Regions from separate parts of the Zea mays genome. Here region 2 is linked to region 1. The links are chromatin contacts, called in public Hi-C maps. All regions are on one chromosome and are shown on one strand. The core of a region is the stretch at or near the end of the contact, and the rest is flanking DNA. Distances in the headings are between cores, read along the strand shown.

Region 1 (6,354 bases), core at 48-2,547:
GCAATCTATTAGTATCAATATGGATAAAACTCGGTGCAAGATAAATAACTTAGTTCCTGTTTATTACTGTTTTAGTTTCATAAAATTTAATAAAGTTGATGAAGGATATCAATAAGAGGTTCAAAAAATTATGAAGATAAAGTTGCAACTTTTAGGATACATTTAGATAAGTCATTTTATTTTTTATTTAGGTTATAAATATTTTTTTAAAACTATTTAAATTTATATTATCTCTACTACTTATTAAGGCGGTAAGGGGTAGGCTGTCATTCCGTGTTCTGCCATTCCTATTCCCCCTCCTCGTAAATCTCATTCCCATTCCCGGCTGCCATTCCGTGTTCTGTCATTCCCATTACCCCCTCCCCGCAAATCCCTCCGGCACAGCCGCCGCTTGGATGCGTTCCAGAGCGGCTGCACCGCGCTGTCCATCTTCAAATAAGGGGACCTCATGGTCGTCGCCAACGCCGGCGACTCTCGAGTTGTTCTGGGCACCGCATCCGACAACGGCGTCGTCACACCGTCCAGCTCATCATCCACCTGAAGCTCAACCTCCCACGTAAGTCACTACTGACCGGCCATGAATTCTTGTGCGCTGGGACGACGGTCGTTGCTGACGTTGTGTGAGTGTCCTCGAACAAGATTTATGTTGAGGAGTAGCACATCCGGTGGTGCAACGACTAGGTGTACTACCTCGCTGATGAGCCCGGGGTGCACTTCGTTTGGCAGCCCAGCCAAGAGTCATCGATACTCACCATGTCGTGCGCGTTCGACGACTAATATATCAAAGACTATGACGTCATCTTGGCACCAGAGGTGACACAGAGGAGGACCGACAGCAATGACCACTCGCCATCGTCAAGGTATCTTTTGTGCCGGCCTGCCTTTAATTCTCTTCGCAAACACATACACTTGCTTTTTTGTTTAAGCAAGCGTATATGGTGGTGCGTACCTGATGACTGACAATGTACGAGTGAATTTCTACTAGCAGGTGTGACACGTGCTCTTCAATGATGAGACCATGCAAATCGTGACATATATCAAAGTCTGCATGATACTGATGGTTGCAATTGAGTAGTGAAAGAACTAAATTAAAATAATAAAATTTATGTATGGCTAAGATTACAAATAGATTATGAAATATTTTTATAACAATATAAGACACATTTTATATATAAATTATTATGTTATTATATGTTAGCGTTTCAACGCACGGATACTCATCTAGTACAACATAACTTCACATTAAAGTTGAACGTTAAAGCTGGAACAGAGGGTGCGAAACATCCCAGTACGTACTCCTACATCGCTTGCTTTTCTCAAGTCACAGGGCCGGCCCAGCCCAAAATCCTTTTCACCGCTACGACCTCCGTGCTCCGGCGATGCAGCGGATTTCGCTACGACTTCTGCGCTCCTCCTACACCGCCGCCTCCGCCTCCCTCTCCACCACCTCCTCCTCCCTCCGCGGCCTGGCAGTATCCCATGGCGGTTGGACCACCCGACCGTCGCTGCAGCCTCCGGTGCGAACCGCGGCGCCGGTCGACCTCACCAGGTGGCCGCCGCGGAGGGGTTACTCCCAGTTCGCGAGCGGGTTCACCCCGCTGAAGCCGAAGCCGCTGGGATCCATCCTCGACATCGAACGCGCCAAGGGCCTCTCCCCCGACCACCTCGTCGCCGCATGGGATGACGTCAGTCCCCGCCCCCTCATTAGTCATTTCATTCGGTTTTTTTGTGGTTTGTGTGTTATAAGAATTGAGGAGATCCCCTCTGACGGCCGTCGTAGGTAAGCATCAAAATGTGATATTCTGTCGTGCGTGTTTGATACTTATTTTAAGCACCGTGCCTGTAACGAATTTTCTGTGTGCGCGACTGCGGGTATCTGAATGATCTGTTGAAGGGAAGAGATGAAAGGATATAAACGTCCATTCTAATCGCAGACCTTTTCAATTGCAAATGAAGGTGTTTGATAAAGTGGAAGTTTAGACTTCAATTATTACATTGCTAATGGAAGAACATGCCGGCGAAGCATGCAAGTAGATTTATTCCCTTACCACGTTTGAAGAGGAAAAAAAAGAAATAGTGGTGATATTTTGAAGCTGTGGTAAAATTGGCCGTTTCGAAAAGTTATGTTGAACTTAACTTATAATTAGGATAAAGTGTGCTATAGAATCTCAACGGTTGTGATGTGATCTCCACAGCATCATTCTAGCTACGTATTTGGTTTTCAGTTCCAACTTCCAAGGATATCTGTATTTGACAGCATTGTGCAACTGTCATGTCACTCTAGTGACATCTCTGATTTTGCTTGTTTGGACTAAGTAATGAAGGGATTTGGAAAGTGGCTAGTATTCATTGGAAAGTTAAACAGCATTAGCACAATACTTTTAGAAACATTGCATTTTGTTATGGCTTCAATTATACATTGCATTAGAGAAACTTTATTTGTTGAAGATTGAACTGGCATTGTAGTTATACTCAGCAAAATTCTCACAGGTGATTCTTAGTAACCATCTTTTTGTGCTGTTAGATGCATACATGATTTTCATGTGTCCGTACTTGTGTGTGCGTGTTGGGGGATATTCTCTGATCTTTTTGAACTTCTATATTCATAAGGATGACATTTTAGTTTCCATTCCAACTCTATTATTTGTCCTGTCTAACCCCAAAAGAAAGATCAAGAACAATAATTTTCAGTTTAATATGAAATTGATAATGTTTATTATTATTTTTCGTTCTTCTGCATCAGTCATGCAAATTTTTATACTTGTCCTGATGTTTTATGTTCGTGACTTTTTTTTTTGAATATTAGTATCATTTAGGAAGGGGTCATATAGGTGCATCTATGAAAGCAAAACTTTACCATCTCTTGGAACAAAGATCAGCTTCATGGTATGTTTCTTCAACTTTTACTGGTTGCAGAGTTTGCAGTACCATGATTGTGAATTTTGTAATCTAATTTTGTTTGTCTTTTAGCCGTCACTTTGTTATTCCGTTGTGGAAGGGAAGTGGATACACTACTATGTTCATGCAAGGTAGTGCTCAGTTCTTTGGTAAATATTCATATTTTTTATTAATCTTTTCTGTTTTCATATTTCCCCCACTAAATATAGCACTAGCATTATACTCCCTCCATTCCAAATTATAAGATGTTTTGGCTTTTCTAGATATAGAAATTGCTATGCATTTAGATATACATTATGTCTAGATAAATAGTTAAAATCAATGTATCTAGAAAACCCAAAATGTCTTATAATTTGGAACGGAGCGAGTAGCTACCTTTGTTAATTCTTAAAATGTTCCCCTTTATTGTGGAACTGCCTACTGTTGTGTTACATGTTTCGTTACTTTGTGTAAATGGACCCTTAAAATATAGCCTTGGCTTGCCAATTGCCATACAAAGTGTAGAACCAGGAAGCTGAATGCTGATATGACATTGACATCAGCATTGTTGTTTTTTTAGCTTGCATTAAGATAAGTTTTTTTTATGCTTTACCCATCATCCTTCATGTTTCACACCAAATTTAATGCACAAATCTGTGGTCCACTATAACTAAATAACACAAGTTGCATGACTCGTGCATCTAGAATTGACCATTTAACCTAAATGTTCAAGGTATTAATATTCTCAGGGTATCACGATAAGGGATTAGTCTGCCCTCATAATTTTTGAGGTGGCACTTTTGAACAGGAGTAAAAAGACATTAACTATGTAAACATTTCCACTTAAGAAATAAAAATTTAATACAAAATGGCCTGTTTGAGAAGCATATAGTGGTAAGTTTCTGTGACACGCGAAAACCATTGGCACCACTTACTATTTTGAGTTCATTGTAGTAGCTGGCCTAATTTATTTAACCATGAGTTCGTTAGAGTTCACACTGTTGGCTTTGGAACTTTTTTGGACTTACTGTTTCCTTCTTTTGCTATACAATGCCCCAGTCCAGATGCCATACATGGTATTCACAGGACTTGAAGACTATAAAGCACGAGGCACTCAAGCAAGTCCTTACTACACAGTCACTCATTACACAGAGTTTGCTGAGACCAAGGACACTGTGCTTATTCGAGGAGATGTTGTTTTTACCAGCAAACTAACCGATTCAGAGGCAAAGACTCTTCTAGAGACTGCTCACTCGTTCTACCTGAATGATGTGAGATACAGACTCGTGGAGCGCTTCAACAAAGAGACTCATGATTTTGAGTTCGGGGACGTCCTTAAAGTGCTTGACATGCCAACCATGTGACCCAGTTTAATTCCCAACCAATAGCAAATATTCCTAGAGAACATTGATTTTCTGTCACCTCAAATCCTCAATTTAGCACGGGAGATTGCTTTCTTGCATCATCAGAGGCAGTAAGATGGAGCCACTGGATATCGTCCTGCCTTCGCTCATTGAGCATTCCGTGTGGATTTTGTTGCACTGATTACACCATAGACAATTTTGCTGTTTTTTTAAGCAGTTGATGATTTTCAGGGATGTGAGACATAAGTTATATTTTTTGCTATATCATTGTACCCATTAGGTCCATAATGACATTTTGTACCATCTTGATGTATTTCCCCTGAATATTTTTGTGGAAACCATAAACCAATTTGTTTGTAGACTTGTGGCTAACCGATGGCAGATCAAACAAAAGGTCATCGTGGGCTAGTGCTAGAATCACCTAGTTTTATTGCCGAAGTTAGCAGATACCTTTGGTGCTTCGGAATTTGACTAGAACCATCAGGTTCAAAGGACGCCCTGCGATTGCTTGAAGAAAGTAAGTTGCTCCTTAAGATCAATGCAATTTCATAAGAAAAATGTAGGATTCTGATTTCCATAGGAATTATCAATGTGCATCGTTTGGTTTGTAGGATTGAGCCTTAGATAATTTAAAGGAAATAATCCTTTCACCCTTTGCCATCGATTTCCTATGAAAAACGTAGGAAAACAAACATCCGGTTATAACTTTTTTCCAATCCTTTGCCCCAACCAAGCAACTTTCTGCTTAATATTACTATATTATACTATCCTCGGTTTTACACATGCATTCCTATATTGTTTCTACATTTTACCTATTTCTATATTTTTCAATTTCTACATTCCAAAGGAGCTCTAAATTATTCAACACTTAATATGCATGATTTTATACAATAACATTAAGATCTAAGCAAAACATTGACATATAAGTTTTGTTGTATCTGGTCTAAAATTTTGAAACCAGTCTTTCAACGCTTAATAGGCATGGTCTTAGGGCCTGTTTGGTTTGTAGCTAACTGCGCCACATTTTGTCTAAAGTTAATCGTTCGAATTAAAGAACTAACCTTAGACAGAAAAGTTAAGCAAAATGTGGCAAGTTAGGTAGTGAACCAAACAGACCCTTATACTCCAGGCTTCACATTAAAGATAAGTACATATTACACCAGCTTAGATAGTCATATTAACAAATTAATGATGGATTAAATAACCACGTTTTATTTTGCACACAAAGATTCATCAGGAGAGATGCTTTCTATAGTACTCTCCATATTTCTACAATGTTTTAGTTTGGTGTTATACAATATTCAAGGATCTGCAAAGAGGAACAATGCAAACATTAGATATATTTTATTCTACTATCAACATAATTAGAAATTATATATCACACTATTGCCTGCAGCAATTTTATGCTTTAACTCTCTCATCAAATTAGTCATTGAACATATAACAACCACCGCTAGCTAACAAATGCAGAAATAAGGGATAAAAATGAGACCACCTTGTCAGCAATCCTGAGGCAGTTGATTGGGAGGAGGATGAAGAGAAGACATCAGCCGCGGAAAAGGAGAAGAGCGCGAAGACTGGTGATGTTTCTAGTGGACTGAGAAGAAGCAAGTGAACACCACGGCCCAATAGCAAATTCATAGGGCACGAGTGGTGAAGTGATTCAGGCCCATGAGGTCTTGTAAGGAGAGGTAAATAAGCGAGTCGTTCAGGAGGAGGGGGATATCGAACAGGAACCCTGAGAACCGGCTGCGTCCAGAGAGTTGGCGACGTGCCGTCATGTACGAACTCCAGTTATACCTATACTACAGAGATCTTCATGAGATGAGTCGAGTGCCGGGAGCGGTGCTCAACTCATCTGCTTATCGGGGTTCTAACAGTTGGTATTCGGAGCTGAGGCTGGAGCCCTCGCACGACTACTTCACTAGATCTCAAGCCATGGCGCCATCGCGAGTGGAGGATCCGATGGCGCAACTGTTGGCTAAGATCGAGGAAGGCAACAAGGAAACACACCGGAGCATGGAGGCGATGCAAGCATCCATGGTGACGGTTGAAGCAATGGCCAAAGGGATGATGATGAAGGACCAAGGCGAATTTCGTCGATGGCGGCCAG
Region 2 (5,905 bases), core at 1,230-3,729, 440 kb after region 1:
CAGATGATATGTTTAAACTGTATGAAACATGTATTTTCAAACTTTACATAGTCACGATCAGCACCAAAGATCTGAGGCTCCTGTTTGTGTAATGGCAGCATGATTCAGTTTACGATTTAGTTACTGGATTGTTGACAGCACTTGTCTCTGCTGCCTTCCTGCAGCCAAAACCATGTGAGTATTGTTTCTCTATTTTTGAAGATCTGAAACATCTGAATAATGCACTCTCCTTAGGATTGAGCAACAAACTTACAACAAGAAATGTTGACCATGTAAACAACTGTATTGAACTAAAAAATTACAGACATGTTGAGAAAGGGAAAAATAACAATACTGTTTTACTAATGATTTATTCATCAAATAGTATTGTCTGCCTAAACTAATGTTGCTCATTTCGGTGCCCGCGCCACTCCCATCGGTGTTGAACTAGATCTTGCTGAAGTTGACGATGCATGTGAGAATCTTGAATTTCTTGACGTCCAACAAATGGCGAAAAATTACAAGTCCCTACACGCGACACCACACCTTCAGTCTCTACATTACTCTTATCATAAGGCACATCAAGACCGTCAGCGTCTCGTTCATCTTCAATTATCATATTGTGCATTATTATGCAAGCCAACATAATGTCTCGGAGTGTTTTTTCATCCCAAAATCGCGCCGGATTTCGAACGATTGCAAAACGAGCCTGCAACACACCAAATGCACGCTCAACATCTTTTCTCTAAGATTCTTGAGCAGCAGCAAAATTTTTATCCATTAAATTTGCCGGTGCCTTTATTGTTTTCACAAATGATGCCCAAGTTGGATAAATCCCATCAGCTAGATAGTAACCCATTTCATAATTATGCCCGTTAACCATATACTGAACAGATGGCGCTTGACCTTCCATAAGTCTGTCAAAGAGAGGAGATCTGCGCAAGACATTAATATCGTTGTGCGATCCTGGTAGGCCAAAGAAGGCATGCCATATCCATAAATCCGTAGACACAACTGCCTCTAGTATGATGGATGGTTCTTTCACATGACCACAATACATACCATGATGAGCAGTAGGACAATTTTTCCACTTCCAGTGCATACAATCAATACTGCCAAGCATGCCAGGAAATCCACGACATTCACCAATTTTAAGCAATCTAGTTGTATCATCTTCATTTGGAGCTCTAAGGTATTCTTCGCCAAACACCTCGCAAATTGCTCTCATAAATTTCCGTAGGCTCTCAATAGCAGTGCTTTCACCAATCCGCAAATACTCATCAACATAATCAGCTGGAACACCATAAGCTAACTGTCTATAAGCTGCAGTGACCTTCTGTACACAGGAAAATCCAAGAAGACCAGCACCATTTCTTTTCTGAACAAAATAGTTATCATGTTGTTCAACGGCTTTAGCTATCCGTTTGAAAAGAGATGAACTCATACGAAAACGGCGCCGAAACATCTTCTCAGGATATGTTGGGTTCTCACAAAAGTAGTCACGGTACAATTTCATACCGTGTTCATCTCTACTTCGATTGTAAACCTTGTGTCCAAAAACTGAACCTCGATGTCTTTTTCGCTGCTTTTGCTTCCTCTTTCGATATGCACCCATCAAGAAAAGCATGAAGTGGTCAAGTTCATTGTATGATTGTTCATCTTCGCGGTGGATCATAGATATCGTAGTTGCAGACATCTTTCTGCAGTGGACATATGGCAGAATATAAAATTATTTCAGTTACCCATTTACTAAATATAAGCTGTCACATATCACAACATATGACGATATACACTGCAAAATGAAGTTGATCAACATGCTACATACTACTTGCAATTGTACAACAGGTTCTGAATAAATTATTCATACAAGATACAACTCATGGAACAATACTGGCAAGAACATATGGGCTACAACGTCAATGGTTTGATTAGAAGCAACATAATCAAAGAATCTTTGGCACTTTATTATCTCTTCCGTGGGGAACAAATGCACAGGAGATTGCAGGACCTGACTTTTGCAGAAACAATGCAAATGGAATACAGGATGGAGGGAGATAGAGGGCCGCTGACCAGAATATGGATGCGCGGAGGTGGTCCAAGGCGAGGAGATCTGTGGTGCCCTGTGCTGGGGAGGTTGACGGCGCCGTGGGATGTATCGTGTGTGCAGGCGTCTGGAATAAGAAGAAACCTAGGCGCGTGACGCGAGCGGGAAACAGAGTAACGCGTGAGCGGGAACAGCGAAAATCAGAGTTAGTTGCTAAACACTGGGTTTAGGGTCTGTTTGTTGGAAAGCAACAATTTATTCAGATCCTAAACATATCAAATTCGTCTTTAAAACAGAATTAGGCCTCAGTTTAGGATTCCTTCTTGGAGTTGCTCTTATCTTCTATCGCACGTAATCACTGGTCATGGGCGCATCGGAGCCGTTCAGGCGGCCACCCGCAGGCCGCAACGCAGCACAACGGCTTTCTCTCCCTGCTTCCCTCTCCCTGCTTCCCTCCTGCTACAAATAAAAATTCGTGGGGCGGCCAAACCCTAAAACGCCCCACAGCGCAAGCGAGCAGATCCTCCTCCCTTTCTGCTTCCTGGCATCCTCTCTGCCTCCCCGCGCCGATCTCGAGCACCTGGGGAGACCGCGAGACGTGCGCCTGATTTTTCTCATCGCAGCAGCCCTCAAGTTCCCCACCTCTTTTTTCTTGCAGCTTTCAATTAATCTGGTTATTTAGCTACATCTTTATTTTACTTTCATTTTACCTTTAATCTGTTTAGTTCCATTGCATCTTCTGCGGTTGCGGTTAGTATTGCTGTTTCTTGCTCCTTGTTTCTTGTTCTTTTGCTTCTAACCATGGACGCAGGAACCTACTCCATCTCATCAGAGAAGAGCCACACGGCGGCAGCGGCGCGGCCCCCTCTTCAGGAGGCCGGCACTCGGCCCTACATGCCGTCGCTGAGCACAGGATCGCGCAACCCGTCGGCCAAGTGCTACGTGAGTCACCTGTTCCCTGAGAGTCAGAAATGTTTTGCGGGCGCGCGTAGGGTGTTCGACGATTCGCCTGACCGAGCCGGCTTATTTCCGTGCTGCAGGGCGATAGGTTCATCCCGGACAGGTCGGCGATGGATATGGACATGGCGCACTACCTGCTCACGGAGCCCAGGAGGGACAAGGAGAACGCGGTGGCAGCGTCCCCATCCAAGGAGGCGTACCGGAGGCTGCTCGCCGAGAAGTTGCTCAACAACCGGACACGCATCCTTGCCTTCAGGAACAAGCCGCCTGTGTCTGAGAACGTCTCGGCAGCCATCACAGCTTCCTCTCACCATGCCAAGCTGGTCAAGCAGCGTCGACATATTCCCCAGGTATGTGGATGTTCTTCTAGATCTACCTCTAGATTGATGCAAGGGGCGTCCTAGGATTTTTTGGGACCTGTGCAAAATTAGCAAAACTATGTATGCATGTATACAAAAATGAAGCTTAAGTATCGTATTGGTTACCTGATCTTTATTTGAAAAAAACATTATTCTCTTAGTATTCTTAAATAAAATCTTCAATGATGTTTTCGTAGCCAATCTTCTGTAGCATTCGTGACTAAATTGCTATTACAGCCAGTACATTATTTCTTTTGTCATTGTAGAACATAAGTAGGACTTCAAAAGCTTCCGTTTATGCAACAACAACATAAACGGTTAGCAGAACTCTATATGCAACAATTATATTGGAGAAATAATCACATTGCTTAAAAATTAGGTTTTCAATTGAACCCATATTTTTTTGTGAAATAAAACCTTGGAGAAAATTTTACTACACAAATAGGTCATTTGTGTCAATATCAGATTGTCCGTCTCTTTTAAGTACAGCGTCAAGATTTTGGTCAAGCCTGCCGATTTGTCTTCCATATGTATGATCAGGAATACAACTTGGTAGCGGTTCCGATTTATTCAAGATTTGGGCCACATTTTAACTCATATATTGGGGCCCAATGACGCCCCTGATCGATGGTGGTTTCTGATTCTGGTTTCTGATGGTGGTTTCTGATGCTGCTTGAAATGTATGCAGTCTGCAGAGAGGACTCTGGACGCACCAGAGCTTGTTGACGACTACTACCTCAACCTGCTTGACTGGGGGAGCAACAACGTGCTATCCATTGCTCTGGGCGACACGGTATACCTGTGGGATGCCTCCAGTGGATCCACGTCTGAGCTTGTGACCATTCACGAGGACAGTGGTCCCATCACCAGCGTCAACTGGGCTCCAGATGGCCACCATATCGCTATTGGGCTCAACTCATCCGATATCCAGCTCTGGGACACCAGCTCCAACCGACTGGTATGTGCACTCTCCTGCTTCAACCAGAAATGCATGCACGCATTGTCATTGAATTTAGGTTGTTCTTTGCCTGCAGTTGAGAACTCTCAGAGGTGTGCATGAGGAAAGAGTTGGCTCACTGGCATGGAACAACAACATCCTCACCACTGGCAGTATGGATGGCAAGATCGTGAACAACGACGTGAGAATTAGGAACCATGTTGTACAGACATACGAGGGGCACAGCCAGGAGGTGTGTGGGCTCAAGTGGTCTGGATCAGGGCAGCAGCTGGCTAGTGGGGGTAATGACAACCTTCTGCACATTTGGGATGTGTCGATGGCATCCCCCATGTCAACCGCTGGCCGCAACCAGTGGCTGCACAGGCTCGAGGACCACATGTCCGCTGTGAAGGCACTCGCGTGGTGTCCTTTCCAGAGCAACTTGCTGGCAACTGGTGGTGGCGGCAGTGATAGATGCATCAAGTTCTGGAACACACACACTGGAGCATGTCTGAACTCTGTTAACACTGGATCACAGGTCTGTGCCCTTCTATGGAACAAAAATGAGAGAGAGCTGCTGAGCTCACACGGATTCACACAGAACCAACTAACCTTGTGGAAGTACCCATCAATGGTAAAGATGGCTGAACTCAGTGGCCATACCTCTCGTGTCCTTTTCATGGCTCAGGTGAGCTCTTCGCATCAACCTTTACAGGGTTTCCTGCATTGATATAATGTTTGAATATCTCTGATGGATCCTGTGTGGTGAAACTGCAGAGCCCTGATGGTTGCACAGTAGCATCAGCCGCTGCGGATGAGACCCTTCGGTTCTGGAACGTATTTGGAGACCCTGAAGTGGCCAAGCCTGCAGCCAAGGCTTCCCACACTGGGATGTTCAACAGCTTCAACCATATTCGATAGGAACAAGTCATGAGAACGATCCCTTCTGTTGGAAATGGCCGTGCATCATATGTGAGGTCGATTCCTATTGGTATGTTTTAGAAACATACACTTGGTGTTTCCTAGCGTGATCAATGTTGAGGATCAAATTATCTTGGGTTGTTCTTACTATACCTGTTGACTATTATTTCAGATGAGATCTATCCACATTGAGTAAGCACACAACATCAGCGAGCATTGCCATCATATGCATCATTCAGGTAGTTGCTCAATCCCAATATCTATGTTATTTGCACTTTTTTTTGGTGATGATGGTTGTAACCTTGTTTGGCATTTTCTTTCGTAGCGATGCTAATCAGAAATCCAGGATCAGGGCCGTAAAAGGGTTGGACTATATGTATCTGCAACATCGCAAGCAACAGGGAGGCTGTCTCTTCAGAAATTTTCAAGAGGACGTGTCAGAAACATACTCAGGAGGCCGTCTCTTCATTCAAAGAGTATCTTTTACACGACTTCTTGAGTATAAAAAACTCATTTGTACAATCCTACCTGTCTATTGAATTGTCTTTAGAAAAAAAAAAGAGACTTTATTGTATGTACTTTTTTTATCTTTTATGTCTGAAGAACTGTTTTCCCCTTTTCTTTTAGAAGTAGGAGCCGGTAAAGCTACTCTTTCAATTTGTCACAAGCATTATTTATTTTTATAATTTGTCCTCTGTTTCCTTG

Evidence for each region. Hi-C and Micro-C count contacts between places; a contact is called where the count stands out from the background.
Region 2: a Hi-C map of ear shows a contact between it and region 1, with 2.0 times the contacts expected there. The contact joins the promoter of LOC100384140 here to the promoter of LOC100217299 in region 1. A contact is called at or near these places in 2 of 25 Hi-C or Micro-C datasets (ear and tassel) and 1 of 3 datasets of contacts at active chromatin or transcription factors (leaf).

Annotation. Positions count from the first base shown.
Region 1 is chr5:139,681,807-139,688,160 of Zm-B73-REFERENCE-NAM-5.0, forward strand. It overlaps LOC100217299, which reads left to right and starts at 1,298. Exons shown (of 4, transcript NM_001157003.2): 1 at 1,298-1,685; 2 at 2,807-2,886; 3 at 2,971-3,029; 4 at 3,937-4,599. The coding sequence starts at 1,380. The coding sequence ends at 4,241.
Region 2 is chr5:140,122,354-140,128,258 of Zm-B73-REFERENCE-NAM-5.0, forward strand. It overlaps LOC100384140 (cell division cycle202), which reads left to right and starts at 2,480. Exons shown (of 7, transcript NM_001176720.2): 1 at 2,480-2,965; 2 at 3,064-3,333; 3 at 4,031-4,300; 4 at 4,377-4,967; 5 at 5,057-5,270; 6 at 5,373-5,439; 7 at 5,526-5,905. The coding sequence starts at 2,825. The coding sequence ends at 5,200. It also overlaps the pseudogene LOC109939783.